2 separate regions of the Ovis aries genome follow, and region 1 is linked to region 2. Evidence: chromatin contacts called from public Hi-C data. All regions are on one chromosome and are shown on one strand. Each heading gives the region's core, a stretch centred on a gene start, on an enhancer-like site or on the middle of the called end of the contact. The rest is flanking DNA. Distances are from core to core; before and after follow the strand shown. Region 1 overlaps NCOA3 (nuclear receptor coactivator 3). Region 2 holds the start of NCOA3 (nuclear receptor coactivator 3).

Evidence for each region. A called contact is a pair of places that touch in the nucleus more often than the background predicts.
Region 1: a Hi-C map of liver shows a contact between it and region 2, with 1.7 times the contacts expected there. The contact joins the enhancer-like site here to the promoter of NCOA3 in region 2. A contact is called at or near these places in 5 of 16 Hi-C or Micro-C datasets (blood, liver, mixed tissues and 1 more).

The regions. Positions count from the first base shown.
Region 1 is chr13:76,080,371-76,086,642 of ARS-UI_Ramb_v3.0, reverse strand. The region is part of intron 1 of NCOA3 (nuclear receptor coactivator 3); the gene reads right to left. Among named protein-coding and RNA genes, the nearest start is that of NCOA3, 58 kb to the right of the region's middle. Within about 2 kb of position 1,347, at least 35 of the 54 cell types and tissues checked have an H3K27ac peak or open chromatin away from gene starts, as enhancers often do. A contact at or near this core is called in liver, where this site is marked.
Region 2 is chr13:76,022,902-76,030,012 of ARS-UI_Ramb_v3.0, reverse strand. NCOA3 (nuclear receptor coactivator 3) reads right to left here and starts at 4,343. Exons shown (of 25, transcript XM_060397813.1): 1 at 4,158-4,343.

The DNA.
Region 1 (6,272 bases), core at 98-2,597, 60 kb before region 2:
TTCACAGAAAAAAATAATTTTTTCTTTAAAATTTATCAGTCCATTATTTCGTGTTCAAGTAAATAAGGAAAAATGTATTTGGTACCCAAGAAAATACTGGCAATACACTGATGACACTTTCAAAAATACCCATCTTTCTGACAAGAGTAGTAGGAATTATTTCAAATTGTAACACATTCAGGCTTAGTAAAGTAAGGACAGGGTTAAAAAAAAAAAAACACTTGACATGTATTACCACCCAGCCTATGATGTACATTAGAAAAGACCAAATTGATTTATAATAACTTATTCTGAATAGTCATTTAATAAGTTTTAATAAATGTTTAGTTCTACGTAGAATCAATCTGAAAATTTAAAAGAGGCAGTTAAAAAAGAAGCTTTAGTTTCAGAAAACCTAGGTTTTGGAAGTTCAGATTCATAACCTTGGGGAAGGCATTTAATTCACTTAAATGTCTGCTCTACACCTATCAGATGCCAGGTGCTGCACAGGCCCTCAAAAGTGTAAGCAAAATTAGGACAGGAATAGCAGGTACAAACAGCCACTATAGTTTCTGAAATGAAAACTATGTTCCCTCAGTAAGTATCTGCTGAGCATCAACCCGCTACACTCTGCCAGACACACCAGGGATATAAGGAGTAACCAAAGACAAGGACAGAGTCTGACATCAGTGTCAAAGGAGAGGGAAGAGGACAGTCCTGCCATGTTCACCGGTTTCTGTGGTGACTGTAAAGCACTATTTACATGTGAATGGAAGACAAATCCAGAACCATTTACCTCATCCAAGAAAAAAAGAGGGGGGGGGGGGGGATTAGTAACAAACTTTGAATGTACAGATAATTTCTGCAATTATTCTCCATAGTCAGAAATGAAATGCCAATTGAGTTTCTTTATAACAAAAGACAAAGGCAAAGAAGAAAAAAAGAAAACTTTTGTAAAACATTAGGCATTTACGTAAAAATCATAAGAGACATAGGAAACATTAATGGGATATATAAAGGTTGCTGAATATGAAAGCTATTTTTAACTCAACACATTCGGGAATCGTGCCATATATTTTGCTTACACTACGATACTATCCACTGATGAACAACAGTAAATACGACCATTCTGCATTTTTAAAATTACCTTGAGATTAAGGAGAAAACTGAAAAATCCAGTTGGCAGACCAGTTTATTAACAAGTTCCCTATCTCTGGCTGAGTTGTAGCTAGTAATGACATGGTTGCTAAAACAGGCATGAAGCCAGCCGCTTGCTGGTGCTTGTTCTGCTTCCCTCTCCCCCCTCTCCTGGAAAAACCGCATGCAGTACTGCACGATCATACAAAATAAATACAGGAAAGGGGGTGGGAGGGGTTGGGTGGAGAGGTGAGCTGAAGCTCTGGGCTCCACCAGTGGAAGGCGTTCCACAAGAATTGCTACAGGGTCAAAAGTTTACAGTGGTTTCAATTTCACCTTTTAGCAGCCAATCAGGAAACAGGGACTGAACGCTGACCCTCAGGCTGCAAATGAACATTAACTCATTGGCTACCAGGATTGTATGTATTCCTTTTCTCGTCAGGCGTTCCTTTCTCCTTCTTAGGGGGGAATGGGGGGCATGGGAAGGGGGCAGCAGAGGAGGAGGCAAAGAACATTTTAAGTTCAAGGTGACAATTTTATTGAAGATCATGTATTTTAAACAGGTATTTGAGTGGAGAAAAATGATCAAGTCATTTTCCTTGAAATTCTCCTGTGCTGCTGCTACTGCTGCTAAGTTGCTTCAGTCGTGTCCGACTCTGTGCGACCCCACAGATGGCAGCACACCAGGCTCCCCCATCCCTGGGATTCTCCAGGCAAGAACACTGGAGTGGGTTGCCACTTCCTTCTCCAATGCATGAAAGTGCAAAGTGAAAGTGAAGTCGCTCAGTCATGTCCGACTCTTCGCGACCCCATGGACTGCAGCCTACCAGGCTCCTCCGTCCATGGGATTTTCCAGACAAGAGTACTGGAGTGGGGTGCCATTGCCTTCTCCGAAATTCTCCTGTAGTATCTAACAAACCAATTATTAATGTTGGTATCAAGACAAAGAGTGAACTTAGGCAGGTTACAGATAGATTTATCTCCATGAGGCTGCAATTCTAAGAACAAGTTACAATACAATCACAGATAATGCTGATTATGTTTCCAGTAAATAATAACTCAGATGTTGAAGCCATTATTTATCTAACCCCAATTTTTAATTTGCATAAGTTCTCTATCTCCTCTCCTAATCATTAATAAACACACAACATGCCTGTACTTTTCATACTGTACATCTACCAAAATGCAGGTACAGCTCCTAAGGTTTAAGCTTTTTTCTGTATTTCTCTTCTAAAACAGTTCAGTACACACAAATGACTCCTACACAAATAAACTCAAAAGTGAACCCCTTGGCAATAGATGCGACTGAGCTCCAAGTTTTGGGTTTTTTTATGTAAATTTCTCCCAAATGTAGAAAACATTAGCAAACTAATCCATGAAATACTCTTTTCTACATATAACACTGAGCAAGGTTAAAATAAAGATCTGTAAGACACAAACCTCAACTATCCTACATTTAAAACCTAGATTTCTTTGACTATATTAACTACTCTATCATAATGATCAGCTAAATACTAAAGAAGCAACTGTGTGAATCTGTAGTTAGGATATTCTCATAAATACAATAGGTGGTTGAAATTTTAGCAGTCCTGCTGACTCAATCTTCTGTTATATGTAGAAGTCCCTGTAGTTACTGCCACTACATAAGAAAATGATTCCAAGCAGGATATTAGTTTTCTTATCCAAACCAACACAGTAAGATCACAGTCATTTCTGAACACCCAAAGATAAACTATATACAAAAGTATCTCTCTTAATACATGTTTCCTAAAGGGCCCCCAAATAAATTCATAGTATATAAATTTTCCACAATAATTTAATGTAGCTATATATTAAATTTATAGCTTATTTTTTAAATATTTTGATATAAATATTAAAGATAATATTAAATTGTATTTAATGTAGCTAAATAGTAAATAAGTTTGATGCTAACATACAGGACTTTCTTTTTATTCAGCATTAAAACAAGTTATTTTCTAGTAACAGCTCCCAAACCTTCATGATTTAGGTTTATGCACATTTGGCCATGAATCGTCTTTACTTTTAAAATCTAGGTTTTTTTAAAAAACAAACATGTCTTACAGAGCTTTTTTAATGTATTATATTGGAGGAGTCTTCTGTGTATCTTCTTTTTACAAGATGGCCTCATTCTGAAAGAAAATGGATGCGATAAAATTTTACATCAAGTCAGCATGTTAGCAAGAAGCTTTTTGTGTGTTCTGAATTTGATTAATACAAGCCAAGGTCACTTCCTGAAAGATGCCTACCATTGCAGCTGCAGGCAAACTAGGCTCCAGTGTAAAGCTGGGGGAAGGGAATGGGTGATGGCATTTATTAACACTGAGAAGGGCTTCCACCTCCACCAGCAGCAATTACAGGGGGGGAAACAAGGAAAGCCCAGAATTCTTGGCATGTAAAGATTAAAATATCTGCACTCCTTAATATTTAAAAACAGAAATTTAATCAATATATAATACTATACTCATGTCAAAATTACAAAGATATCCTCAGTGCATATACTACACAAACCAAAAACGCCTGCAGAGGCACATACAGCCCTGGAAGAAAACAGAATCAAGAGATTCAAATTCCTCTTATCTAAAACCAACGGTGGCCTAAACATCATAAAAACAGAAACCCCAAATACAAAAGCCTGTATCGCAAAATGTTTACAAAAGTTTTGTACTGAAATCCAGTTCAATTTTCTTATCAACATGAACACAAATATTATGTCCATGCTCAAAAACATCAATATATACATCATTAGCAACCAGAACAAAACCTCTCCCTGAAGAATAACATCAAAATTTAATTGAGCTGTTACTATGAACAGCTGGGAAACTATACAAAATACATCACCTGTCCTGAGTTCCATATACATTTCAACTGGATAAAATATAGGCAGAGTCAAGGAAAACTACACACCGCTTATTATTTTCTCTATACGTAACTGGAAAAATTACACTGACTTTGTGTGTCTAATTTTTCTTACCCACCAAATGGAAGACATGCCTGAACCAAGATACTCCAGGGAGATATCACCAGCAACATACTTTTAATGGTTGTATAATAAACGTAAAACCTGGTCCTTTTTTTAATTGTCAACATGTTCAAAGCCATTATATTTCTATTTTCTACATAAATGAGAATATAATTTTTCCCTCCCTTATGCTCCCCATCCTTTCATTCTAACTTCAACAACAAAAATAAAATATTACTTGCACAAGTTCAAACAAATCGATGCTGTTTTAAGTCTTTTATCTTTCAATGACTGGCAAGAAAAACTATTAGTTAATTGGCACAGAGTATTCTGTATATGTAAAGGGCTTTTTAAAATCATCTTAGAAAAAGGAAGGCAACCAAGCAAAAAAATATTTTGAGTAGTCCTGAATCCAGATAATCTAGTAGCTGGGCCTGGCAAAGGAAAGCATTCAGAAGAATTCAATGAGACCTAATCACACGCCTTTGCGACAGAACAAACCCTAAAAATGAACATACAGTAAATTAGCTATTTATATATCTTCTCCCCAGGACAGGGGAATACATTTTTCCTCAATTTCTCCTATCCTCTATATTATTTCTTTCCATCACATAAGTTACTCCAAAAATAACTCAGAACAAAGCACAGAGTTAAACAGTAGGTAGCGAGCTTCTTGTCACAAACCAATCCGGGCACGGAAAGTGCAGTTTTCCTGGCATCTCCAACCAAATCATTCTTCTCCCCTGGTTTTATCCGAGTACCCGAAGCACTCTGCATTTGGAAAATAAGACTGACTAAATGAGGTACAGCAGTCAGTGGTCTGGTTCTCCTCCCATACTAATGCAGCTTCTACGTCAAAAATGGAACCTAAAAAGAAACGCTGACCATCAAAACAAACAAGAGAGCAGCATGCACATCTCCTTGCTCTGTCAAAGTGGCTCACAGACATTAAGTCTGAGAATCACTCTAAGATTCACAGAACAAGTGTTTTCTGTTTTTGTTTTTTTAATTCAAATGTTTTCTATGGCTTCAAACTGGATGGACTGGCTCTCTGGTAATTGAAAATTTTGTTTAAAAAATACATATACCATACAGAATGATATTATTAACCAGTAAAAATGTAGCTGGGCTGCCAATAGGAGACGGTTCGATCCCGGGGGTCAGAAAGATCCCCTGAAGACGGAAATGGCAACCCACTCCAGTATTCTTGCCTGGGATGGGCAAAGGAGCCTGACAGGCTACACTTCATGGGGTCACAGAGTCGGATACGACTCAGCGACTGAACCACATCAAATAATATAGCTATGCCATATGCTTATTCTCTGAAAAGCACAGTAGACTATAAGCCTCAACCGTACCTTTCAAGTGAAAAAGGTAGTATGTTGTCACTACATTCACTTCACAATGTTTGCTGAAATTATATTCTACAAGACTGCTATTCCAGGCTCTGTGGATACAAAGGTAAACAAGACAGGAGGCCCTCACAGAAGCCCTTAAATCCAAAGCGCCTCATTCCTTGGCACAGGAAGCTGCTTGGAGGAGTTCAAAAAGACTGAAGCACTTGCCTATGAGATAAAATAAACCCTAAAGATGGACAAAGGATAAAAATCACAGAGTTAACATTTTACTGGATATTAACAATACACAAGATATTTCCAAAAGGCATTTCCAGAAAGTGATTAAGTGCCATAAAGGAAATAAACAGGGTGATATGATACAGAAGAGGAGAGACGTAGGAAGAGAGAAGTAATTTCAGGTCAGGAAAGGGCTCTGAAGATGCAACATTTAATCTGAGAGCTGAAAGGAACCAACCAAGCAGAGAGAGCTCCAGGCAGATAGCAGACAGAACTGTATATAATAGTCTAATAGATAATGAAATTTATTGGGGGGGGGACCCACAGTGCACAGCAAGCAGGACCTTAGTTCCCTAACCAGTGATTAACCCAGGCCCTTAGCAGCGAATGCTCAGAATCCTAACCACTGGACCATCATGGAATTCCCATGAAATTAACAATTATTAACGATAATGAAATTGATTAAGTCCAATAGACTTAATCTTCCCACTTCTAGTCTAGAACCCACGCTATAGGCCAATGGGAACTTGAAAATTGTGTGCTAGTAACCTATTTCAATTTAAAATTTAGGTTTAATAAAAATTCATGAGAGAACGGTACTT
Region 2 (7,111 bases), core at 3,094-5,593:
TCACACTCTTTGGTAGAACACATCAATTAAAAATATTAACAGAAGAGAAAAAATAGGACACAGACATTCCTAATGAAAAACAGGAAAAGGACAAACACGGAAACACTAGCTCACTATTCTTCGAAACAGGTAAAGCCTCTCTGCCAGTCAGGTCAGGCTTCTTTTCTCTGCCTCCAAGCCACAACATTTACCACACAGGCCGTTTTATTACTGCCCCCTGCCACCTGACCTAGGCCAAAGAAACTACCAAGCTGAGATAACCCTGACAGAGTTGGGAACTGGCAGTATGTGGTCTAAGAAGATCATCCAGTTTGGGGCTAAATCAGCCTTCTAGACACTGCAGGCCTTCCGTTCAACTCCTGCTGTGTATCTTCTGGCCATTTTCCTGTTCATTTAACAACTCTCCACCAGAAGGTAGGAAAGGGAAAGGCGATTAAACTCAAGTCAATTCCACCATTTGTTAGGGAGTTGAAAATAAGGTTAAGCTCTAGCTAAACTAGGGGCTTCCCTGGTGGCTCAGACGGTAAAGCGTCCACCTGTAATGCAGGAGACCCAGGTTCGATTCCTGGGTCGGGAAGGTCCCCTGGAGAAGGAAAGGGCAATCCACTCCAGCACTCTTGCCTGGAAAATTCCATGGACGGAGGAGCCTGATAGGCCACAGTCCATGGGGTTGCAAAGAGTCAGACAGGACTGAGCAACTCTGTCCTGTCCTAGCTAAACTGCATCTTTAACTCAAAATAATCTTTTCCCAGAAACCCTGTCAGAAAACCAATGGGCCAAATGAATTTACCTAGCATTAATAAAGTGAAAGACTAAACTTCATTACAACAGAGCCCCTCCTCCACCTTAAGTGAAATGTTCATCTTGTCATCCCCTCCCCCACCCCAAAAAGCACTCATAAAATGAAAGAAGATGCCCACGTTACTGCAGCACTCAACCTCAATACTATGTCTGAAAATCTAAAGACAGACCTATTTCTTTAATGTGTTGAATTATGAGGCAAAAGAAAAGCTACCAACATTTCCAATACTAATTTCCTGCTCCCAAAGCTTTAACCACTCAATAAAGCAAAAATAGGAATATTCCACACCACAGAGTACAGTGAATTCAAACCAAACTGGGATAGGTACTCCCTGGTTTACCCTTCAAGAAACTGCAGCTCCTCTTCAATCACGATCAGCAACTTTTTTCTAGTCCTGGTAGCATTTAAAGAGTAACAACTGTTAAACTGTGATCACTTGGCTGCCTATCATCATAAAGGCTATATTCATTCTAAACTTGCAACAAATTAAAAGTTTTCAAAAGTTGTCCACATCCTCTGGCCAAGGCTCAAAATTATATAGTCTAAAAAAGAAATGCAGAAAGAAACCCTAAAGCCATTTATTTTAACACCGATAAGGCATAGGACAATAGTAGTTTGCATTTTTTTATCCTACCCTATTGTCCAAACTAAAATGTTTAGTCATTCTTTCAAGAGACTTCTCAAAAACCTACTAGTCTCAAGAAAAAAAAAAACCTACTAGTCTCCAAATCAAAAGGAACTTTTCTAGAATCAAACTGCTAACGCTCAAAGGACCGAATTTAAAAGAAAAAAATAAACCTTTTTATCTTTAATATGTCCCTGACATACCTGACACAGAAAGTTTATTTCAAATGACCAATCAAGAAGGTACTGGTACGTAATCACTTCAAAAACTATTTTTTATTTGCATGTCTCCTAGAAAAAGGATCGAGGGTCCTATAGAACATTCACTCTGTAGTGAATGAATTCTAGCTTGTTTGTGGGATGCGGGCTTCAACGTACGGAAATAATTTCTACATGGCAAAAAAAGCACAGAATATTCACTTTCAAAATGTATATTTAATAGAGTCATTAATCCCCTAGTCTTTAATATCATTTTTCTAATGAACTGTTAGTGTTGGTAAATTTAAAACCACCATTCTAAAACTTTTTTTTTTAATCTTGTTAATTATGCTAGGGTTGTTATGCATTTTCAATGCTTCTGGAGTGAAAGAATATTTTAAGGTGGACGTATTTCCAATAACTGTTCTACAAATATTGCAGCTTCCCACTTAGTCCATAATCCTCATGTCCAAAATGTTCTTCTATATACCAGAAGCTGGCATATGCCTTTTGAAAAATGCTAATTGGACAATTAAGTCATTTCTATCAATACATAAAATTCCCCTATAATTTGGGGTCGCTGGCAATCTAGATTACTGCTCATTTAAATGCAGAACCTGAAGGAACCTCCAGTGACAGAAGCTACTGTTCAGTATCATTTTACATGTTACAAACGGAGGCTTCATCTTACATACAAACAATGAGCCCTGGCAGGATTCTTCACCCTGAAGCCCCACAGATTGTTATTTCCTTAAGGGTGTTAGTAGATAAGGCAACACAACCAGTAAGTTTGGAAGAGCTTCTCTAGTCGCCATCAACAATTGTTGAAGATAGTAAAAAGGAAACTGTATTCCCACCCATTTTTCCCTTTCTTTGGTTCATTTTCTTTCCCTGCTTTTGCTATCCAACGGGAATGTGTTTCAAATGAAAATTCTTAAAATAATTATTCCAAACACCAAGAATGCTCCAGAAACCAGTAAGAGTTGTTGCCTCCTGGAAATGGGAACTGGAGGGTTTAGAATAGGAGAGAGGCTCATTTTCAATGTTTTTGTACCCTCCTAGTAGTCCCGAGACCAGTTAAATGGGGCATAACCTATACTAAACAAACAAGCAACAACTGAATATGTTTTCAAGAAAGCACATTTCACAAAACTTACAGATTTCTATTTAACATTTGGGTGTATGTGGCAATCACAAGACTTTAAGCTTTTTTTTGTTTTTTCCATCATCCTCTAAACAACGTGCTGCAACAAATGCTGAAGTGTTTTTGCAGCCAGGGACCAGGACGGTGGACCTGAGCCCAGGCTTTTGAATCGAGGAGATGCCGCAATCTCACTCACTACTACTAGCACTCTCACTCATCTCATTCTACTCCATCTCAAACCACTGCAGCAAGACAGCTGGGACTCGCCTTCCTGTTTCTTTACGGTACAGGCTTAATAACAAAAACAGGTTGGCTTTGAAGCGCTGCTGCTCAAAACGATCAAGAAGGAAGTCTTCACATTCGGGAGGGGGGGAAAAAAAGTTTCTACTTCAAGAGAATTTCAGACCTCTCCCTGTCTTTCCATTTGAGAAGCCCGAACTCCTCCTGCTTGTGAGATTTCGAGACGATGCTCTCTGCCTCTCACAACTGCTCTTTTGGTGAACTTTTCCACCCTGAGTGCCCTTAAACTGCCTAGGAAGCAACTAAGCCCTCCCAACGACTCGTGGATTGCTTTTGTAAAGCATGTGCAAAACCTACAGTTTCTCTAAACCATCACAAATTGAGTCAATGTACGTAGGAAGATCAGAGATGGGAAAGGGGGGAGGGGGTGGGAGAGTAACGATAAAGACAGCCCAACCCCAAATTTAATGCACTAACTTCCACTTGCCATTTCCCAGCCTTCACACCAGAGGTAGCAAAAATGCCTTTTTACTGAGAAAAACTGCTGAGAATCTCTCCGTGCCCAAAATGGAAATCCCACAGATAATCTGGGTTAAAAATACTTAAAACGCCCCAAGTGCAGGAGGAAACACGGCAGCAAAATCCCAGCCGCTTCTCGGTACCACTCGGAGGCTGGGCTGGGGCTGAGTGGGGAGCAGTGCGCCTTCCCCCCGCCCTCTAGTTCTTCTGAAGAACCGAGAGACACCGAGGCGGCGGGAGGTGGGGGTCGTGGGGAGCTTTCAGAAGCAACCCGAGGGCTGCAGGAGGGTAAAACTTCAGGGACAGGAGGAAAAGTGGACCCCCCGCGGTCTCCCCCAAACTCCTCGGAGTGACCCCCTCGGCGCGAGGACCCCCCTCGCACCCTCAAGCTAGCTGCCGCCCAGCTTCGACACCCCTCCCGCGGCCGCGGGCCGCTCAGAGGCTGCGGGAGAGCGGCGCGGCCCCGACACCCCGAAAGTGTCCCCGCGCGCCCCTCGCGCAGCGCGCCCCTCAGCGCCTCCGCGGAGCCGGAGCCGCGGGCTCGCCGCAGCCCGGGGGGACTCGCCCTCTTTCCTCCGCCTCGCCCTCCACCCGCTCGCCCGCCGCCGCTCTTCCTTTATCTCCACTCACCGCCCGCCGCCATTTTCCTCGCAGCTCAGCTTTAAATCGGAAACTCGTCGCTCCTCAGCCAGCAGCAACAGCAGCCGCCGCCGCCGCCGCCGCCGCCGCCGCCACCGACTCAGCCGCCGCCGCCGCCGCCGTCGCTGTGAAGGGGCTGAGGCGGCCGCCGCCGGGAGCCGCGGAGCGGAGGCCGACGGGACATGTAGTCCTGCGGCCACGCCCAGCACTACCGGTCCCAGGGGGCCTTGCGCGGCCCCGGGCGCTGGGTGGTCCAGCCCGGTCTGGCTTCCGCGGCGCGAGGGCGTGGCCGCGTGGACGTCAGGGCCTCTGTCACTGACTTACAGCCTGGGAGCTGCGGCGGTCCCCGGGGGTGCGGAGTGCAACCCTAGCCTGGCCCTTAATTTTTTTCATACTTGCTTTCGTCCAGTAATAACATTTATGGAGCGTTTATTGTATGCCAGGCACTGATCCTCAAAACAAGCGTCCCTCAGGGACCACTCTTAGCCCGTGTTCAAAGGAGCAGACAGGCGCAAGGTCGGAAAGCACAGGGCTGTTCATTAGATGCTAAAGTCACTGGATGAAAGATTGTTGGGCAATAGCACATTTACTGTATGTTCAGTCCCAAAGTATCATCCCACGGAGTACTCATCACCTACAAAACGGAAAAGCCTGCTTTGCACTGGGGCCATCTGGCAGACAGCACCTTAACCAAGCTATCAAATCAATCACTTAGCATCACCAATAATGGACCAAATCGACGTATATGTTTTTTGATATGATGCAATAGGAAAAACATAACGCCCCCTCCGTAGTATTTTTGCCAAAAAATGCTAACCTGAATATAACTAAAAACAAAAAACAAGCAAATACAGAATGTGGGGCTTGCTACAAAATACCAAGCCTGGACTCTTAAAAATACCACAGCATGAAAGATAAAAACCAAAGGCAAACGGTGGACCTTGACTGGATCCAGGTTTCATTTATTGTGAAAAGGACCTTGGAGGAAATTTTAATACAGACTATATAATAGACAATAATATTGAATCAGTATTAAATAACTTGAGGGACTTCCCTGGCAGTCCAGCGGTTAAGACTTTGCCCTCCAATCCAGGGGGTACAGGTTCAATCCCTGGTCAGGGAGTTAAGATTCCACACACCTTGCAGCCAAAAAAACAACAAAACATAAACAGTGTTGAAACAAATTCAACAAAGACTTTAAAAATGGTCCACGTCAAAAAATAATAATAAAAATAAAACATGTTTTGAGCATGACTAGAATAAAAGGCAATGGCACCCCACTCCAGTACTCTTGCCTGGAAAGTCCCATGGACAGAGGAGCCTGGTAGGCTGCAGTCCATCAGGTCACTAAGAGTTGGATAGGACTGAGCGACTTCACAACTTCACTTTCACTTTTCACTTTCAGGCATTGGAGAAGGAAATGGCAACCCACTCCATATTCTTGCCTGGAGAATCCCGGGGACAGAAGAGCCTGGTGGGTTGCTGTCTATGGGGTCGCACAAAGTTGAACACGGCTGAAGTGACTTAGCAGCAGCAGAATAAAATAAGTAACCACTTGCTAGCTCCACAACCCCATTGCCACCTGGTCTATTCCTGGAGCCTCCTCACTCTTCTGCCTGCTTCCATACACCACCGTCTGCATCGTGCTCTATTGCAGGAGCCTTCTCATTGCATCCATTCTACTCTTTCCCCTGGAGTCTGTTCTCAATACAGCAGCCAGAGGGATCCTGGGAAAAAACTAAGTCCCTTGAGGTTTGTCTTCCAAACTCTTTGCAGTCACCTGCAAAGCCCCATAAAACCTGACTCTGCCCTTCCCAACCCTTTGTTAAGCTCATCACCCACTTCTCATCCACTCATTACTGTATTTCAGGAATACTGGACTCTTTGGGGGTCCATCCAACATTCCTAGCACACTCTGGCCTCAAAGGTCTTGCATTTGCTATTTTTTGGGCTTCTCTGGTCCCAGACGGTAAAGAATCCACTTGCAATGCAGGAGACCTGGGTTCAATCCCTGGGTCAGGAAGATCCCTTGGAGAAGGGGAGGTTACCCGCTCTAGTAGTCTTGCCTGGACAATTTCATGGACAGAGGATCCTGGCAGGCTATAGTCCATGAGGTCACAAAGAGTGAGACATGACTGAGCAAGTAACACTAACACTACCTTGTTCACTTTTTTCCAGAAAATCCAAATCATTCACTCTCTCGGTTCCCCCACAGTCATTGTTCAAATGTCACTGCTTCAGGGAGGCCTTCCCTGTTTTCTCTATTTTAAGTTCCCACCCACTCCAATCCCAGCTTCCCCTACTCCTCTTCCTTGCTTCATTTCTCTCTGCAACACTTTCTATCATCAGAAACACCATGGAATTTTGTTTGGTTTTAATGCTGATTATCTCTTTTCCTCACTAGACTGAAAGCTCCATGAAGGTAGAGTTTTGGAGTCTTTTGTTCTCTGACATATTCTCTTAGCACTCACAACAGAGCTTAGCAATAGTATAGCGTGCTGCAATCCATGGGGTCACAAAGAGTCAGACACGACTGAGCCACTGAACTGAACTGAATATTTACTGCATAGATGAATTCACCCCCTCATCAAGCATCAGATACCAAGTACCATGTTACATGTTAAGATTCCAGAGATGAAATAAGATGACCCCGGGTGACCTTTCACCTGCACAACCACAGCTAGCTGCTCTCCTTGCCTGTCATTAGTCATCCTATAAGCCACTCCTCAGGCTTCCCAGGTGGCTCAGCTGTAAAGAATCCACCTGCCCTTGCAGGAGACACAGGAGATGCGGGGTTGAGTCCTGGATCAGGAAGATCCCCTGGAGGGGGAAATGCCGACCCATTTCAGTATTCTTGCCAGGATAATCCATGGAGAGAGGAGCCTGGTGGGCTACAGCCTATGGGGTTGCAAAGAGTCGGACATGACTGAGCAACTGAACACACA